Linked DNA regions of Triticum aestivum: region 1 is linked to region 2. The links are chromatin contacts, called in public Hi-C maps. All regions are on one chromosome and are shown on one strand. The core of a region is the stretch at or near the end of the contact, and the rest is flanking DNA. Distances in the headings are between cores, read along the strand shown.

What was found. Hi-C and Micro-C count contacts between places; a contact is called where the count stands out from the background.
Region 1: a Hi-C map of leaf shows a contact between it and region 2, with 1.9 times the contacts expected there. The contact joins the promoter of LOC123071905 here to the enhancer-like site in region 2. A contact is called at or near these places in 4 of 5 Hi-C or Micro-C datasets (leaf and an unstated tissue).

The regions. Positions count from the first base shown.
Region 1 is chr3B:707,993,577-708,000,927 of IWGSC CS RefSeq v2.1, reverse strand. LOC123071905 (aldehyde dehydrogenase family 2 member C4) reads right to left here and starts at 4,117. Exons shown (of 6, transcript XM_044495481.1): 1 at 3,880-4,117; 2 at 1,453-1,595; 3 at 722-1,369; 4 at 489-626; 5 at 180-379; 6 at 1-64. The coding sequence starts at 3,979.
Region 2 is chr3B:707,881,949-707,888,549 of IWGSC CS RefSeq v2.1, reverse strand. No RefSeq gene overlaps it. Among protein-coding and RNA genes, the nearest start is that of LOC123071905, 110 kb to the left of the region's middle. Within about 2 kb of position 2,584, at least 4 of the 8 cell types and tissues checked have an H3K27ac peak or open chromatin away from gene starts, as enhancers often do. A contact at or near this core is called in leaf, where this site is marked.

The DNA of each region.
Region 1 (7,351 bases), core at 2,868-5,367, 110 kb before region 2:
CACCACGCCGGCGGCCAGGCCATACCGGGTGCTGTTCGCCTTCTGAATCACCTCCTCCACCGTCCTGAAGTAAAAACAGTGCACACCCAGTAGTTTCAGGCCGTCAGATCAGTTCCATCCGTGTGTCGACTCAACTGTCAAGTTGAAAATGTTCAGGCGGACAAAATGTAAAAACCTACTTGAATTTCATGAGAGCCATCACCGGGCCGAAGATTTCCTCTTGCGCAATCGACATGTCATCCGTCACGTCAGTGAAAATGGTGGGCTCGATGTAGTAACCTTTGTCGCTGCAGGGCTTCCCTCCGGTGAGGAGGGTGGCGCCTTCGCTCTTACCAACATCGATGTACTTGAGGACCTTCTCGTATTGGTCCTTGTCAACCTTTGATGGATTTATTTATATGCATATAAGTGGTCGTTAATAATTAGAGCCTTCTTCTCTGAAGAGCATAATAATATACAGAGATGCCGGCAGGTCGATGGATTAATACCTGAGGACCTTGATGTACGTTGGGGTTGAAAGGATCTCCGACCACCGATTTCTTGGCAAGCTCGACCGACTTCTTCACAAAGGCGTCGTAGATCCCTTCCTGCACGTATATGCGCGTGCCAGCGACGCAGATCTCGCCCTGTGATGCGACAGTAGCAGAAACCATGAATGCGTGAGAGTTTGATCGAGCCTGTTGCTTGAGCTAGATGACAGCAGAGCACAGTATATATATACCTTGTTCATGTAGGTGGCCATGTTGACGAGGTTGACGGCCATGTCAACGTCAGCGTCGTCGAACACGATGACCGGGGACTTGCCCCCCAGCTCCAGCGAGACGGGCTTGAGGTTGCTCAAGGCCGCCGCCTGCATGACCAGCCTCCCGACCTCCGTGGATCCCGTGAAGCTGATCTTGTCGACGTCCATGTGAGAGGCCATGGCCGCGCCGGCCGTCGGTCCAAATCCCGGCACGACGTTGAGGACGCCGTCGGGGACCCCGGCCTCCTTGGCGAGGTAGGCATAGAAGAGCGCGGAGAGGGGCGTCTGCTCGGCGGGCTTGACGACCATGGTGCACCCGGCGGCGAGCGCGGGGCTTACCTTGAAGAAGAACATGGTGGTGGGGTAGTTCCAGGGGACGATGTGGCCCACGACACCGACGGGCTCCTTGAGCGTGTAGCCGTGGAGCGGGCGCGCCATCTTGAGCGTCTCGCCGTGGATCTTGTCGGCGGCGCCGGCGTAGTAGCGGAGCAGGTTGGCGCCTCCGGGGATGTCCATCATCTTACCCATCATGAATAGCTTGCCGGCGTCCACCGTGTCCAGCGCCGCCAGCTCCTCCACGTGCTGGTCCACCAGGTCCGCGAACTTGTGCATGATCCGGGCCCTTGCCTGCCCACGCGCCAAACAAAGAGACGTTGTTAGATATAAGCCCAAAATATCTATCGATGGGCCGAATCATATTGAGTACGTACACATCCGGGCATTCTGGGCCAGGGGCCGTTGTCGAAGGCCTCGCGGGCGGCCTTCACGGCGAGGTCGATGTCGGCCTTGTCTCCCTCGGCGATCCTGGCGATCACCTCGCCGGTGCGCGGGTCCCGTGTCTCGAACGTCTTGCCTGTTTGCATATAAGCGTAGTACGTGTTCAACTAATGAAATGAAATACAGTCAAAAAAAGAAGGAAATGAAATATGAAAAGAGCAAATGGAGGACGGGCTCCATGGCGGACTTCATAAAAAAACATATTTCTACATCACAAAACAAATCGAGTTTTTTGTATGCACAAATACATATATACCACGTTCAGTGAAATTTTCATACGTGGTGTATACACAAAAAACATATACATACATGAAAATGGGCCATTTTTTTATTGTTGTTGGGTCGGAATTTTGTGTTTTTGTGTAGCTTGAAATCATAATATTTTTGAACGAAATTTTATGGATACATCCCGAATATGTATATTTTTTTCACAATTTTTAATTTTATTTTAACTTGAAAATACCATTTTTGAATCATTTGAAATAAAAGTCATCCAATGTACCCGTCCACCAAAACTTCACACTCAATTAAATCACCGTATGACTATTCACCTGGATGAATCACTGAAGTTAACTAAACTGCATTCTGCAAACTGAACTAAAGGCAGGCCTATTTTTCTCGAACAAGTAGTAAAAACAAGCAGATTCTTTGGGGCAGCATGTATTATGTGATCCTAATGCAGAGCTTCCATGTACTAGGCTAAGAAGGTACTGATAGTCAGTACATACTACTACCTCTGTATACGTAGTATAAGATGTTTTTGCAACTCAAATTGAACTGCAAAAATGTCTTACGTTACGTTACAGAGGGAGTATGCTATTGCTAAAGGTGTCAATTATTTATCTTCATCGTACAGTTAATTGCAAGAAGGAAAGTTTGTAGTTTGACATTTATGTATGTGAGATAGTGCTACTGTTTGATATGGCTATTGTGTGTCTGGTAGTTTACACGGTGAAACTATAGAAGCTTCGACCAAGTTTGAAGGAGAATGCCGGTACGGACAGGACGTGGAATTTTTGAACCCGAGATCACAGTAAAATCCTGAAGAATAGCAAAAGAAAATAAAATTCTGATTTTTATTTGTGGCGAATCGCACGTCGTTATCAGTCGGGTGAAAGTACCGGTAATTTTTATTTTGTGGTATTATACCATGATAATGACGGAGAAGTTAGTCTTTTCCCACTATAAAAAGATGTGGTGATATGGCTCGAGCTACTCCCTCCGTTCGGAATTACTTGTCGCAGAAATGGATGTATCTAGATGTATTTTAGTTCTAGATACATCCATATCCAAGACAAGTAATTCCGAACGGAGGGAGTACGTCCGTAGGTGTAACCATCAAGAATTCCATTAGAGCAACAACATGGTTACAAAAGGCTAGCGATCGACTCGAGGACAAGACAGCGCAAAGCAACAAAAAAAACTCCCGAGGACAGCGCAAGCAACAAAGATGAGGACGGGCGCAGAGGAGAAATTGGCGACATGGATGGGGGCCGGCATGCACACGCATGAGGATAGTTACTCGTCGGATCGGACACGCTCGATTATCCCGAATTGATCGGGCGTCCATCTGTCGTAATCTCGTTGATCATGCACTACTAGTCCTTGGCCACCGCGGCCGCTGTACGTGTGTGCCTACCTCACCAGTCACCACGGACCACGGTCACAGGTGTGCTTCTCCTCCGGGCGTCCTCTCTCCTGCGCCGTCGCCGCGTCGGGTCCTCCCCTCTGGGCGCACGTGTTTTACCCATCCATCCAAGAAGATCTACGCTGCGAGCTCGGCCACACGCTGCTCATCCTCCCCGCTTGCCGCCCGCTCGCCCTGCTCCACATCTACCGGCGCGCCGTCGTCATTGCCATGCGCCACTGCTACCTCCCTCTCGTCTCTCGGTCTTTCTCTCAGTGTCTCACGCAAGTAACACGACGCAGCACACAGCAACAGCCTCGCGCCTCCCACGAGCAGCGAGACGCCTCCTCTCCGACGCGCTCGCACTTCCTACCGCCGGCCGCCCTCCAGGGTGCAGGCGCGCGCACGCTCCTCTACGCGGGTGGCCACCTCTGCCACGGGCGCCCAGCTCTGCCTCCCCTGCTCCGGAGCTGCCGCGTCGGTACCATCTAGCGCCGGTGCGAGCGTCCCGGATGGGGCGGCGACCAGGGCGGTCACCGATTCCCCGATACACAGGGGACTTCGGGCTTCAGATCGGAGAGACCGGTAAAACGGCGAGGAAATCGGAGCGCTGCTAACAGAGTTCTTTCGCGTTTCTCCCCTAAGATAACGACCGGCGGAGAGTCAGGGTGCCGCTGGACTTGCCCTCAACTACGCGACCGCCGCGGGAAAAGAAGATGGAAGCTCTGCGTACCGGAAGCTGCGTCGACGAACTGGCCATTGATGAAGAGCTTGGTGAACTTGATGTCCAGTTCCGGCACCTCGAACCCCTTGGCGCCGTTCGCTGCCGCCATCGCCCCGTTCCGTTCGGTTCGTCCCTTCCCTTGGCCTCGGTGGAGAGAATGAGTGAGGACTCTTGTGTTTGTGTGCGCTACGGTGGAACGGGGTTTGGCCGTTTTATAAAGCGAAAAAGGGGGATGGGTGAGGGGAGGGAAACGATGTGGCAAAGAGCCAGATATGGCAGACTTGTTGACCGTGGACTCTGGGTGTGTTTGTGTACGAGCCATGGGTGTATATGCTTCCTCTTCTCCTCGAATTATTCTCTTATCTTCATTATTACACGATTGTAATGGCGTGTTTGGTTGATCGCAGGAGATTCTTGTAGACTCTCACGAAAAAGATTTTTTGCCTCGCTTTTATATCTATCTGTATCCCTATCTCTATCTCTATATCTATCTATCTATACTAATTTATATCTATACCAACTAATAAAGAGAGGTGGAATTATTGCTCCTGCTGGTTCCATCAGGAACTATTTCTATCTCTAGCTTTTGCTTCTGGTGCAAAAGAGGTTCGCCTTCCAATTAATAGTCCCACCTCGCTGTAGTACATAAAAATCCACCGATTTATATACGTCAGCGCATAGACAATTAACAAGTCCTTTTGTAAATAAATAGTAAGGTGTGCGATTATGAAAGAGACTAAAGATAAACGTAATGAGGGCATAAGTTTTGTCCAACGTAAGCGAAGCTGGACATGACCACAATGTGAACGGGAAAAAAAATAAGACAACGGACCATTGCGAGACAGAGATCGAGAATCTCTTGGCTGCAAGAAGGAGACGCTGAAGATGAGATTTGGGGGGTAATCAAGGATTTACCTTTGGACAAGGCGCCTGGGCCGGACGGGTTCATTGGCCTATTCTTTCAAAAGGCTTGGGAGATAATCAAGGAGGATATAGTTGCGGTGGTCCATAAACTTTTCCTTGGCAACGGGAGGGGGTTTGGAAGGCTTAACCAAGCTTTGATCACACTTATACCTAACTCCCCGGAAGCGAGTGTTGTGTTTGATTTCAGACCTATATGCCTTGTGCACAGTATGCCCAAGATAGCATTCAACCTGTTGACTGCCAGACTAAGGCCACGCATGGGAGAGCTTGTTCAGACAAACCAGTCCGCTTTCATCAAGGGCAGATGCTTACACGACGATTTCCTCTTGGTTCGGCAAATGGCGCGTTCGATGCATAGGAGGAAAGCCAAGGCAGTGTTGCGCAAGCTTGACATTTCGAAAGCCTTCAACTCTCTGGCGTGGTCGTTCTTGTTTGAGGTGTTAAGGGCTAAAGGCTTCTCGGAGCGTTGGATCTCTTGGATTGCGATTTTTCTTACTACTACCAGCTCGAGAGTTTTGGTGAATGGCTGCGCGGGCGACAAATTCATGCATGCAAAAGGGCTTAGGCAAGGGGACTCGATATCCCACTTGTTGTTTGTTATTGCCATGGACGTTTTAACGGCTATCATCAGCAAGGCGCATGAAGCCAGAGTGTTGAGTACAATCAATGGATGTAGCCCTATGCAGCGCTTGTCCCTGTACGCGGATGATGTGGTGCTCTTCATAAAGCCAACTTGGCCAGATCTCATGTTCGTCAAGGAAATTCTCACCATATTCGGAGTGGCATCATGACTCAAAGTAAACTATGCCAAATCTGCGGCGATCATGATCAGGGCTGAGAGTGAGGATGAGGACCTTGTCAAGTCTGCTCTGCCATGGAAGATTGACACCTTTCCGTGCAAATATCTAGGGCTCCAGCTAAGCATAAAACAACTAAAAGATCCGAGTGGCAGCCCATTGTTGATACAACACTACACATTTTGCCAGGATGGCAAAGGGGCCTGGTGACGAGACCTGGGAGGCTCATACTTGTTAACCAAGTTATGAGGGCGCGTGCTACACATCACCTCATGATAGCGGAGGCACCAAAAAGGGCTCTGGAAAGAGTGGACAAAGGTTGTAGGGCTTTCTTCTGGGCCGGGACTGAGGCGGTGAATGAGGGCAAATGTGTTGTCACATAGACTAAGATGTGCAGGCCAAAGCACATGGGAGGGCTTGGAGTCATTGAACTGACAAACACGACATCGCATTAAGATTGAGATGGGAATGGCTCCGACGCACGGATGAATCTAGGCCTTGGCAAGACCTCAATTTGACCGCGGACAAAAAAGTGGACCAAGCCTTTGGGAGCCTAGTTAAGTGACAAGTTGGATCCGGAGGCAAGACCTTATTTTGGAAAGACCGATGGATACATATGGTGCAACAATCAAAGAGATTGCCCCATTGGTGGTGGCAAAGGTGCGGACACAAGTAGCAAACAGGAGACTCGTGCGAGATGCGATGCACATGCATGCATGGATGGATGATCTTGTAGGAGACCTATGTACGGAGGGTCTCACTCAGTTCATCGGGCTTTGGGAGATACTCATGGAGGTCCAGCTGGATGATCAGATTGAGGACCGTCCCATCTGGGCTTGGAATGCATCGGGCGTATATACTGCATCCTCGTCGTACAAGATGTTGTGTGAGGGAGGAACTAGATTTCATTCCTTTGGGGCCATATGGAAGTGTTGGGAACCTCTTGCGTGCAAGATTTTCATGTGGCTAGCTGTGCAATATCGCCTCTGGACATCAGACATGAGAGCCAGGCACGGTTTACAGGACCAAATCTCACAATGCTACATGTGTGACCAAGAGGACGACACGGTTGATCATATATTGCTGCAATGCGTCTTCTCGCGGCAAGTGTGGTTCCGTTGCATCGTCAGGATGGGGTTGACGGCAGACCTATGCCCAACTAACTGTTGGGGAACGTTGCAGAAAATTAAAATTTTTCCTACAGTTTCACCAAGATCCATCTATGAGTTCATCTAAGCAACGAGTCTAGGGAGAGAGTTTGCATCTACATACCACTTGTAGATCGCGTGCGGAAGCTTGCAAGGTGATGATGTAGTCGTACTCGACGTGATCCAAATCACCGATGACCAGCGCCGAAAAGACGGCACCTCCGCGTTCAACACACGTACGGGACGGGAGACGTCTCCTCCTTCTTGATCCAGCAAGGGGGAAGGAGAGGTTGATGAAGATCCAGCAGCACGACGACGTGGTGGTGGATGCAGGGCGTCACAGCAGCAGGGCTTCGCCGAGACTACGAGGGAGAGATGTAACGCGGGGAGGTGGAGGCGCCAGGGGCTGGTGTATGAAGTCCCTCCTCTCCCCCACTATATATAGGGGTGCCAAGGGGGGGCGCCGGCCCTAGTAGATGAGATCTACTAGGGGGGGCGGCGGCCTAGGGGAGGTTTCCCTCCCCCCCAAGGCACCTAGGGGTGCCTTCCACCACTAGGACTCCTCCTAAGGGGAAACCCTAGGCGCATGGGCCTATAGGGGCTGGTGCCCTT
Region 2 (6,601 bases), core at 1,335-3,834:
GCCCCTAGCCATGTATCCTATGAAAACCTAGTGGTATTGCCGTTCCCCACAATGTATTTGGTCCTATTGAAATAAGCTACCTTCGTATGCATCAACCCTTTTTCAAAAGGATGAATCATTCGGCTGTGTTGTTACTTATGCAAGGGTTTTGGAGTGTAGGTACTTGTTACGCAATAATTGTACCCACACTCCCTCGTTCTCCACCAAAAGTCTGTATAGCCACTTACTAAGTAGGCATATGTTCTTTACCTCCAGTTTTTCAACCCCTAAGCCTCCTTGGTCTTTTTGCGTACAGATTATGTCCCATTGAGGCAACCTGTATTTTGATTTGTTTTCATCATTTGCCAAAAAAGGCATGATTAATAGAAGTCCAGCCCTTTTTTGTACCAACACATGTACTTCAAAGAAAGACAAGAGAAAAATCGGCATACTCGCGAGCATGGAATTAATCAGAATTAGCCGCCCCCATAAGAAATAAGCTTGTCCTTCCATCATCTAGTTTTTTCTCGAATCAATCCTCTATGCACTTCCCTTCTTTGTTTGTAAGCTTAAATGGTCTCTACCCGGCTAGGTTTCCATGATGCTACAATGAATGCGAGCAACCAAGCAAGCCCCAATAGTTTTTTTATTATGAACTTCTTTTCAGAAACCATGGTAAGCATTCGGTATTTCGTATCCACGAGTATAGGGGGGAAGGTTAACCTAAATGTTAACTATCTGACGTCATCTCAAAGGGATTTTTTTGAGAAAATGTGCTGTCACGCGTTTAGTTTTTGTGTATGAATTTCAAAGCAAGACATGTGGCAATTACTGTTCACTCTCATGCATCCCTCAGAGCAAACTACGAGCTTACAACACTAAACGGTTGGCTCAGAATGGCATTGAGCGAGCACAACTGGAGTGACAAATTGTGTGTATTAGAGCATGACAATTTTCATCAGTTCCCTTTGATGTAGTATGACAATTTTCTTCTACCAACTTGACAAATCATGAACAAGTTGAAAAGTTATTTATTTTTAGACCGTCAATTCTCCATTTTGCATCACGACAACCTCGTGAAAACTCATGGTGATTACTCTTCTAACAATATTTCTGCTAGCACAGTAAAAAAACATGGCAAATCTTTGTACAATAGCATGTCATATATTTATTTTTACGAAAATATCAAATCTATTATAAAGATTCATCTGAAGTACAAAGCATCCCAAATATAATAAAAATTACATGGAGGTTCATGGACAATCGAACGACCATTACCACCGCGAGAAGCTATTCTCGAGCGTTCGCTCACTGGGAGTAGTTTTTTGAGGAAACACTCCCAGATCACGACGTTGGTTCAAATGATCTCTCGTAGGAAACGATAGTTGGTTCAGGTGATCTCCCCAAGGAAACATCAGCGCAATATTAGTCTAAGGTTATTTAGTTACACAAGCCTGAGAGCAAGCTATTGTCACTCAATCCCTTCGGCAAAAGTGTTTGTGGACTTTCTGATCCGGTGGCCGTCATTGTTAAGGGTCCGTGATCAACACATATTTCATCTGCCTCCTCCCAAAAAAATACATGCTTGATCTGAAAATCAAAATGATCGGTTGAGCTGGCAGATGGGGCGTTCGTGTCAGAAAGGGACAAGCGGCGCGGACCGATGGCAGTTTCCCCAACCATAGTGGATGACCGATGGCAAAAACCATTAAGAGAATGCCTTTTTTTAAGAAGATAGTATTAAGAGAGGATTGCTAGGCCATGATTCTGGACCATTTCCGTACCCAACATTGGCCCCACGGCGCTCGGTGTATTTTTCACAAAAATAACACGAGTCTTCTAATCGAAGGGCTGAAATCCCAAATAAGATCGCCGGTGGCTCACCCGTTGCGAGTACAGGGCCAGCTAGCAACACTTCCACACGAAGGGCTGGCCGGTGGCTCTTTTCAGCACACGTCCAAATGCACTACTGCTGCCGCCAGCTGCTCTGCTATGGGCTGCCCTTGATTTGTCAATCTCGGAATCCTATGTGCGTTTACATCTATCATCACCGGTTATGGACAGCAAATGCCCTCTAGAAGGGCCGGCCTGCCCAGGTCATTTCTGCGGAATTGGAGCCGTGGCGCGGACGCGCGCAACGTAACCCTCGCACAAGGAGGCACGCGTCGGTGTCAACACATCAAACCGTGTGAAGGTGAAGGTGAAGCCTCAACGAGCACAAGCAAAACATCACGTGTGCGTACGGCCGCATGCAGCACCGTCAAAGCCTCCTGCGTCAGAGGTGCCGCTGACGGGCGCTGGCTGCGGGATACATGTCGTCGCCGGCGAGGCCACGGCGGCCGAACGCCCGAAAGGTCAGCGTCGTGCTTGCCGCGCTGCCGTTGAAAAACGTTTTCCTGATAAATGTGGCGGGTCAGCCTCTGCGTTGCATCAGAGACAGGGAAGGGCCCGCCTTCGCGACGAAGATGCGGTGGGGTGCTGTTCCGCGCGCGTAGCTCTGGCCAGGTCGATGCCAAACCAAAACTTTGGCGACATTCCACGACCCCGTTGTGCCCAGCCAGCCCCATGCGTGTGTCGCTACTGCTGCCCATTGATCGAACCTGTCGAAGAATCTGGGTAGTCCCATGCCGTATTGGACTACAGCACGGCACAGCACGGCACGGCGCAATCCCTACCATGTGGCCGTCCCCTGGCCAGAAAGAGCACGAGCAGGGCGGGACGCAGAGCCCGGGGAGCACGGAGGGTGACAATGGGAAAGGGATGGATGGGTCTGCCAAGGACAAATGGCGACCGACGGAGCGCGACGCGCAGCAGTCGTCAAAGTCTTAACTCGGCGTCTCGGCCTTTTTATCAGTCTCATTCTCGGAACTGTGCTTTCCAGAGTCTCCGACTGTTCAGTTTGAACGGTTCACAAACGCACCACTTCAGTTAGTCTCAACCTTCAACGGCATGGTTTGAATTGTAGGAGCTCTCGGCCCTTTCGAGATTTCTCTGCACGACCGGGACAGGAAGCAAAGCCAGCGATGGACATGGTGCTCTAGAGGAGCGCCGAGCTTGAGAAGCTTGTGGCCCGGCTCGGGTAAGCTGTATTATTGAACCATACAATACAACAAGCAATAAGCCAAAGACAGATAAAGCGGATGAGCGGGGCAGGCAAGTCTATTTAGTCTTGCCCACTTGTCGGTGGCACGCATTATGCAAAATCAGTTGTTATGTTTTTGTTCTTCTTTGCACGAGAGTTATCAGAATCCGTAATCAAACAGGAGGAAAACGTAGGAGTACATCGGAGGCGGGTAAAATGTTAGCACCTCTTTTACGGATACCTCGCCCATAATCACCTCAAATGTCATCGACCATTGCAATGCGATTACAAAACCAGGATTCAGACGCACCCCGTGGTGCACGCGACTCGCTCATAATTATACAGGTCACATCAGGCACACTAATCTTCCCTAGGAGAAATGCTATCGTACATCACACTGAGTGACTGAAACAGCAGCTTATCACCACTGCAACGCTGTAGCTCGGTCGGCTTAAAGCAACCCCAACAGGACGACCCAAACAGACGCGCGCTTTGTCCGTTTTTCGTTCGTTTGGGTTGGTCTGGCGGACGTCCGCGTTCTTTTTTTCATATGGGTCGGCTTGACCATTCAAGGAGAGGCGAACCCAAATTTGTGCGCGAATTAGAAAAACAAAAATAAATACACGTGGCACAGAAAACAAACTTTAATTTACAATAACTGGCCGGTCAACTGCCGGCCATAGTCCACTTAAACTTAATCATTCATAAAAACATTAAAAAAAATGACGCCTGCGCAGCCCTAGACATCGGCCTTGCCCTTACCTTTGCCGTCGTCATCGCCGCCGGTAAGGTCGATGAAGACGGCGGGCCTGCCCAACCGAAGGTAGCTTGATAGGCCACCAGGGCTGTCTCCTCCGGCGTCTGCTGCGGCTGAGGCAATGCGGCGACGCGGCGCCTCCTCCTCCTCCTCCCACTCCCTCTACATGAGCTGCTCCGCATCTGCGCGCTCCTTCGCCAGCTGGCGCTGCCGCCAATACTGGAGGTACATGGCCTTCTGCTGTGGCGTGGCACCAAACCAAATGGGGAAGGGGAGGGGGCGTCACCTGGCCCGTCCAGACGTACCTCTCGGTCAACTGGGGCGCAGGCGTTGTCAGGGTTAGCGGTGGCGGAGACGGCGACACCACGCAGTCGCCTGCTGCGGAGAGGGCCATGGCCTCCGCCATCTCCGCCTCGCACGCGGCCTCCTCATCTATTGCCGCTTTGGCCTTCCGCCTCTCCAACTCGATGGATTTGGCGAAGGCCTCCGCCAGCGCCTCCTGGTACGCCGCGTCGGCTTCCTCCCCTGCCTCCTGATACGCCGCGTCGGCGGTGGTTCTGCACGCCCAGCCGCCGTTGTTCCTCGTGTTCGAGGGCAAACCAGGCCTGCCAGTTGGGAGAGTCCGTGACGTACTCGGGCATGCCCTGTTGCTCTGGCGTGAGCTGCGACCGGCGCCTGTGCACCTCCTCGTTGTGCACCCGCTGTGTCTGCGGCACCGTCTGCACCGGGATCTGATCCGGATCAAGGTGCCAGTGGTGTGGCAGCGTGACATCCGGGTAGGGCAGCGACTGCCTGAACTCCAAGTACCACCGCGCTTGGTGCACCGGGATGTGAAGGCGTTGCCGACCTGGGCGGGCACGCGCCGACGGCGGAGGAGGAGGGGAAGGGGGAACACGAGAAGATGAGGCCTTGCCCTTGCTGCTGCCGAAGAGCCCCATGGCTAGGGTTTGGCTTGTCGCCGGCGAGGAAGCACGAAGAGGGTGGTGGGGGCCAGATGTGGACGGAGGTGGATGAGCCCCCCCCCCCCATCCCAGTGTCGGTGATCGTCATAAATTAGACGGCGGGCTGCCGAAAATGAATCCGCGCGGACGCGTTTTGGGTTTGGGTCGGCGTGTTGGGCCTCCGCTTTTGTCCGCGTCGACCCAAATAAACATGGGCGAATGAGATGGGTCGCCCCGTTGAAGTTGCTCATACATCATCTCTATGGTAGAGATTAGCTAAAAGAAAGTTTTATTCTGGGCTTTGTGCCTGTTTCTACGGGCCTTCCGTTCTTGGCGTACATATCACGTGCGGCAGAATCAAAGCACCTTCTAATTTTCATGTTGGACCTGGATTTTGGAAGAATGGATGGTCTAGAGCCTCTTGGACGGTAAGGCGCTCTCAAGGCTCAAACCTTAAAAGATCATATAGAAAATTAGAAAGTCCACCGGGGAAAGGATACCTTTGAATGATCAGCATTTCTCGCAACCAAAGTCCTCAAGTTGCACGTACTATACGTCAGCTGAATCATCTTCATGTTATGGACTGGATAAGTGGAACTTATTTACTTTTTGTATTTGCACCCCAACAAGCTCGAGTAAAACTATGTGTTAGAATTAATTGCGAGTATGCACTACCGTGCATAGTCTTGAGCTAGTGGAAGAAGACTTGTCTATCCATACACAGTGGCTTGTGTAAGTAACTTAATCCATTTATTCGCAAAAAGGAAAAAAAAATTAATCCATTACAGTATGCTTACAGATAGAGAACACAATCAAAAGATAAACTAGGGATAGAAAAAATGCACATGTTTTTTGAAAATTGGTAGAGAAGGATGACCAAACAAAACAAAAAAAGCCATAATTAGGGGAATTAGAAACTTTAGCCAATTTAGTTTTCTGACTGCTCTGATGCTTTGTCTTGTTTTCGATAAGGGGCGATTTATTACTTAAGAGGTTTAAACATTACACCCGACCTCTTCATAACTAAGATGCACACACCAAACGAAGTCTACTCCCGAAGTAGTATATAAAAAGGCGAAATACAAGTAAACATGTAGAGTCTGTATAACGCCTAAACCGAAGGAGGCCAGTCCGAAGATCATGTTGTTATTCATATTGGGTAAAAGTATCCCTCGTCGTAGTCCTTAATTATGTACACACCTCCGTAAACATGTCTCAATTCTCCACACGTTGTAGAGATGACCATATACGAAACATTATAGTACATGTAGATAATCTGCATAAGAGAAGTACTTTCAAGTCATACAAAACAACAAGCGATAAAATCAAAGACAGTTAAAGCAGGGTGTTAGAAGGGAGAGAGGGATTTGATGGAATAGTTGGTTAATGTATTGCTTGAACCTCGTGGGCATATATATAGGTGTACATGATCTACTTGGAGTACAAGGCAAGCCAGAATATTTCCTAGTCTAACCTATGTTTCCTAATACAATCACGTTACTCAACATCCCCCCGCAGTCACAACGGTAGCGACGCAGACGGTGAGACTGGAGAAGAATCCGAAGGCAAGCCGACGGACATCCCCCCACAGTCGTAACGGTCGACGCATCGCGGAGTCGTGGCTGGAGTGGAAACCAACGAGGTTGCTCAAGCAGGCGGTGGCCCTTTGTGCCGTTTGTCGATGTGGCCGAGAGCGTGAGTGGTGGAGCCGTGGTCGAGGTAGCCATGCGAAGAATGTTGTGGTCGATGTCGAGTCAGGGTGGCCGGTGTCGAGGAAGTCGCCGTGGAGCCGCGGACGCAAGGGGGCGCCGAGTTAGCATGGGCGCAGTGGTGTCGAAATAG